Linked DNA regions of Triticum aestivum: region 1 is linked to region 2. The links are chromatin contacts, called in public Hi-C maps. All regions are on one chromosome and are shown on one strand. The core of a region is the stretch at or near the end of the contact, and the rest is flanking DNA. Distances in the headings are between cores, read along the strand shown.

Region 1 (2,700 bases), core at 197-2,696, 630 kb before region 2:
AGGAGTAGGTGAAGAAATATGTACTAAAAAGGTAAGGACAGCAATCGCATTGGCACAACAAGCTAGATAAACATGGATAAATTAGTTTTAGCTTTTGAGTCAATTAACTGTTTGTCCCTTCCAAATTACAACAGAACAAATTTATGATCGATGATTTGTTTGGATAAGTCAAGGCAATAGATAGATTGAGAAAGAAAGGTATTGTTTCCTTCGGAAGTTAGGTCTATGTACATGCAGGAAGCTTAAAATCTCCATCATATTCCATCCAAACATGTCGACAGTGCCCCTTACACTTCGATTACAATCTTAAAGTTCCGACACGGAATAGCCAAATCACCCACTGTACAGATATATAGAGTTTAAAGTGCCCGAGTGGGAATCCCGTTTTGGTTATCAAACTACTTCTCGTACCCCGCAAAATACTAGGAAAATATTATTAAAATTACAGGAATAATGGACGTTAGCAAGTTTAGTTGTACAATAAAACATGTATTTTACAAGTTATCCCATCACATGATTTTTGTTTTTTTGGATCACAGGAAAGGGGATAGTATATCATGTAGCTAAAGCTTCCCCTGTTTCAAGACCCTCCTAATTAATCGTGTACAGTACGTGGCAGATAGTGGCGAACATGGTCAAAATAGCTCCCCTCCCCTATAAATAACAACTCCACCCTTCTCCTTGGGGTCACCACCGATATGTCAACAAGTCAATCCACACTGATACGAAACGGAACCATCCGACGACAGCTCGCAAGCATTCTCAAACAGAAATAGCAGCGTGCGGAGATAACAAAATCAGTATTCCTTCATAGTACGGCGGCCATGAAGAGCAGCATCGGAATTGCGATCACACACACACAACCATCCAGCCGGGATCGAGGAAAATCCATACCTTGCAGGGGCGGTTCTTGATGACGAGGTAGCCGCCCTTCCGGATGGCGCCGGCCTGCATAGGGAAGGTCTTGGACGCCCCCGCATCGGCCTTGGACTCGAAGTGGTGGTCCTCGGAGTCCGACATGGCGACCTTAATCACCCGCTAACTAGCTTCTCGCCCCTGAACAACAGCAAACCAAATCCAAGCAACGAGATTAAGCTTCGAAGCTCCCAAATCAAGAAACCTCGGCCAAATTCGGAACTGAATCGATCCCCCGAATTCACCTGGGCTGGATGGATCACGACGCGCCAGGAGGAGGGAGGGACGGAGGGGCGCTGATGATGATAAGTGATAAGCTCGCGCCGAATACTAGGGTTCGAGCGCATTTATAGCGCTGACAGCGCGTGCTCCGGCCACACCTACCTGCCTACCCTCCCTGCTTGCTGAGGATGACGGTGGGGCCGGAGATGGTCCGGGCCCGCGTCTCGGCGGAAGAGGACTTTTGTCGACGGGTGGAGGGAGAGATCGGGGCCGTCGGTTTGGTTGGAGGATGGCTACAGGTGTACGGCTGCGGAAGGCAGGAATATCTTCGCGTTCGAACCACGCCATGGGGCGGCTCGAGCATCTTCCTCTCTGTTTTTTCTCTGCTTTTCTTCTGCCTTTTTATGGCTTCTTTTCGCTGATCGGTGATCAGAAAACTCAAGTCAAATATCTGATTCCGATAGGATAGGGATTCCTTGGGAGGACGTCACAGTGCACTACTCAGATTGGGATGATTGTTGCGTTGGATTGTGTATTCACATACATGGTTTAAAAAATGTGAATTATTATTTGGCTAAGTGCTTCCCTTGGGAGGGCATGACAAAACGAATGTTTTATGACGTTGTCGTGATGATGGCAACTTCCTTTAACAAGCACGGCAAATCCGATAAAAAACTTGCGACTATGTAAACTGTCATAAAACCGTTTGTTTGTCATGCCCTTTCAGAGAATGTTAGCTGGTTATGAAGATCCTAAAATTAACCGTACTGCCATAATTCTTTCCGCTCTATGAATTGCAAAATTACTTAAATTAAATTTGATAGTATATATCACAATCAATGCACTTATAACACTGGAAAGAGAAACTCAAGCAAGCAAGCAACACTGTATTTGCGAGCACCGATTTGTAGCGGCAAAACCATAGTTGTGTTGATTAGGACAAAGGGCGACTGGTGGAGGGGGTCGGAAAGAGTGGCGATTGGTGGATGCATATTGGGGAGAAGCCACGGCAGGAATTATTTGCACTTGATCGCTTGCCTCGTTTGGTTGTGTCATCATAAAAGAACTACGTACTAACATGTATCTATAATACCTAAATAGCTCATCCCCACTATTATATTTCTTTCGTCATGCAGCCTATCCACCTCATCACTATGCCATGTCAGCGTAAATACTTAGGGCATCTCCAACAGGTTGTATGTTAGTCTTATTGGTAAAATGTCCATGTCATCAACCAACAAGCTATCATACAACTATTTCAATAGGTTGTATGTAAGCTATCCAATAAATTGTGAGAAAATTAATGTGATTGCTCTCTATTTCACCCTGGAGCTTGTGCAAAGGTTGTTGGTTAATCTACATACAACTTTGCTCTCTCTCCATATTTATTACATGCCAAATCATCACTATGTCCTAGGTGGCAAATTAACCAACACCTATCTTACGACTGTTGGAGATGCCCTTACTCAACTTGCTTGTTTTATCGTTATGCGTGTAGAGGCATGTGTGAGGATCAAGGCTCCCTAACTGCCTTATTTACTGTTTTACGGGGAAACCTAAGGG
Region 2 (2,891 bases), core at 57-2,556:
CTTAATGTATATTTTGAAAAAGTACCAACATTTTCTTGAATTCCTGGTGAATAAAAACTGGAGACAATAACATTTTTTGAATTTGTGAACAAAAAATTGAAAAAGTGGAAAAATTGAACGGAAAATATATTTTTTTGTAAAACATAAACCATTTTTCTGAATTTGTGAACAAATTATAAAATTCTTAACAACTGTTGAAACCGCGAACATTTTTGAACAAATATTTGAAAATTATAACATTTCATGATATTTGGAGCAAATATTTGAAACCCCAAACTTATTTTTAATTTGTGAACAAAAACTTTAAATTGCAAAATTTCATGAAATTCCGAACAATTTGAAATCATGAACATTTTATAAAGTTCTTGAACATTTTTGGAAACACGAATAGTATCTAATTTCTGACCAAAATTTGTAATCATGGAAAAAGGAACATTTCATGAAATTCCGAACAAAAATTTGATATTGTGAACATTATATGATTTTCTTGAACATTTTCTGAAATGCAAACAATTTTTAAATTTCTGACCAAATTTGTAATCGCGAAAAATGGAACATTTCATGAAATTCCAAACAAAAATTTGAAATTGCAAACATTTTTTGATATTCTTGAACATTTTCTGAAATGCGAACATTTTTTAATTTTGACCAAAATTTGAATTCACCTTCTGAACAATAAAAAGAAGAAACATATTTTGGAGTTCCTGAACATTTTTTCAACTTGTGAACAAAGTTTAAAGATATGATTTTTTTTAATTTCTGCGCATTTTCTATAACAGAACATTTTTTGAATTAATGAACAAAATTTTAACAAAATTTGAAAATTTCGAAAGAAATACTAAAAAGAAAGTCAACTTGAAAAAGAAATAACGAACAAATAAAAGAAATATGAAACAAAAAAGTGAAAAGAAGAAAGAAACATAAAAGAAGAAAAAGAAACAGCTAAATGAAAAAACAAAAACAAAAAAAAAGGGAAACGAGACAAAATCGTTCAGGCACCTTCTAGAAGCTTCCTAAAACCATAAAAAAACCGGAGTTTGATCCTTCTCAAAAACCAGTATATGTGTACACGCTAAACAGCAACATGGTCCGGCACACTACGATCGTTCCGTCGATCTCGACATCTTGACGCAATGTGCGTCCGTTAGTGAATTCCTCAGCACGCCACGGCCCGTATGATTTACGTGCCGTGCAGGCATGTTTAGCCCAGGCCGGCTCGGGCCGGCCCATCTGGCCAGGTTTGATTCTCATGCTTTTCAGCCTCACAGTCACAGGAGGCTTGACCTTCTAGCCCTCACAAACAAAAAAAAAAGGCTTGACCTTCTTCCCGTTCGCGTCTCGGTTCAGAAATCGGAACCCTCAACCAAAACCTGAAACGAGCACCCCACGCAGCAATGGCCTCTAGAACGCTATCCTTCTCCTCGCTGGCCTCCGCCTTCGCCCCCTTCGCCGCGCGCTCCAGACCCCGGCACCCTCCCCTCCGCCTCCTCAGACTCCACCCCAGCTCCGGGCATCTCCTCCGCGCCTCCACCCTCTCCACCGCCGCTGCCCCCGCCCCTGATGCGGACGCGGACGCCGACCCCTACGAGGGCGTCGACACCGTGGAGCATCTCCTTGCCCCAAAGCCCACCTCCCCTGGGGGCGGACGCATGGGCCGCCTCATGAAGATGCAGCGCCGCGCCGACGCCGACGGCCCGGCGGCGGGGCGGGGCAGGTGGTTCCCTTACCTGGACGCGTTCCGGGGAGCGGGGGGCGTGGAGGTGACCAGCCAGGAGGTGGTGGACGTGCTGGAGCCGTACATCCTCGAGCCGCGGCGGGACCGGATCCGCCGCGCCGTCCAGAGCAGGAGCTACGCCGTCTGCCTGGTCGTGGAGGGCCTCACCGACTTTGGTAACGTCTCCGCGGCGTTCCGCTCCGCCGACGCGCTCGGCGTGCAGTCCGTGCACGTCATCTCCTGCGAGGACAACAAAAGGTGCTGAGGTGAAAAGGAACCCGAAATGCTATCTCGGTATTTACTTACAATTAGTTGCCAAATCAGCCGAAATATTGTGAGTGGATGACTCTAATTGATCTGAACTTCGGCACTGTTTTGGGATCGAATGGGCTAGGCTCAATCTTCATGAAATGCTTTCCAGAGTGTAGTTCGTGTTTATTGTTCTCTCCTAATTTGCTCCTTTACCCTCCAATCAGTAGTTCATGTGAGATGGTATTCTTGTGTGTACTTATTTGAGGTGACAAATAGTCGACACTTAGTTTTTGGATTGTGCACTTTATTTTGTTTGTTTCATTAGAAGATTAGCTTGAGCCACACAAATTTCTGCGAAAATAGTTAGAAAGATATGGTTTCCGTCGCACTGTATAATTGTTGGAAAATAATCCCACATGAAGATAATGGTCGGCCATGTTTATGGTTGCCAATTGCAATTGGCAACTAGAGTAGTACTTCTACTCCTTAGCTGTTAACTCGGATGAACGTGAAGAATTCTACTCAAGAATAAATATCTTGTATCACTTAATATTAGTTTCTAGCATGTTACATTGATTTGGTGTTCCAATAAATTTTTCAAGGCTATGCATCAAGAACTCCACATAAATTATTTATTCATTATCTGTATCAAACTCCATAGGTTTCACATCCTTTAACATGGTATATGTCAGTTGATTAGTATAAATAAATAGAAGTTCGTATATTGTCAATGAAGATGCCTCTTGACTATTGCAGGTATAGAGACAACAGGCACGTGAGTATGGGTGCTGAGAAATGGCTCGACATCGAGCTATGGAGCTCACCTGCAGAATGTTTTGATGCTTTGAAAAAGCGTGGTTATCGCATTGCATGTACTAGTTTGGGAAGTGATTCGGTAGTCTCTTGCTCTCGCTCATTTGATCTT

Evidence for each region. Hi-C and Micro-C count contacts between places; a contact is called where the count stands out from the background.
Region 1: a contact with region 2 is called in a Hi-C map of leaf, with 4 times the contacts expected there. The contact joins the promoter of LOC123044338 here to the promoter of LOC123044334 in region 2. A contact is called at or near these places in 2 of 5 Hi-C or Micro-C datasets (both in leaf).

The regions. Positions count from the first base shown.
Region 1 is chr2B:198,792,265-198,794,964 of IWGSC CS RefSeq v2.1, reverse strand. LOC123044338 (eukaryotic translation initiation factor 5A-2) reads right to left here and starts at 1,446. Exons shown (of 6, transcript XM_044467062.1): 1 at 1,161-1,446; 2 at 895-1,056. The coding sequence starts at 1,020.
Region 2 is chr2B:198,163,704-198,166,594 of IWGSC CS RefSeq v2.1, reverse strand. LOC123044334 (tRNA (guanosine(18)-2'-O)-methyltransferase) reads left to right here and starts at 1,306. Exons shown (of 6, transcript XM_044467040.1): 1 at 1,306-1,972; 2 at 2,723-2,861. The coding sequence starts at 1,395.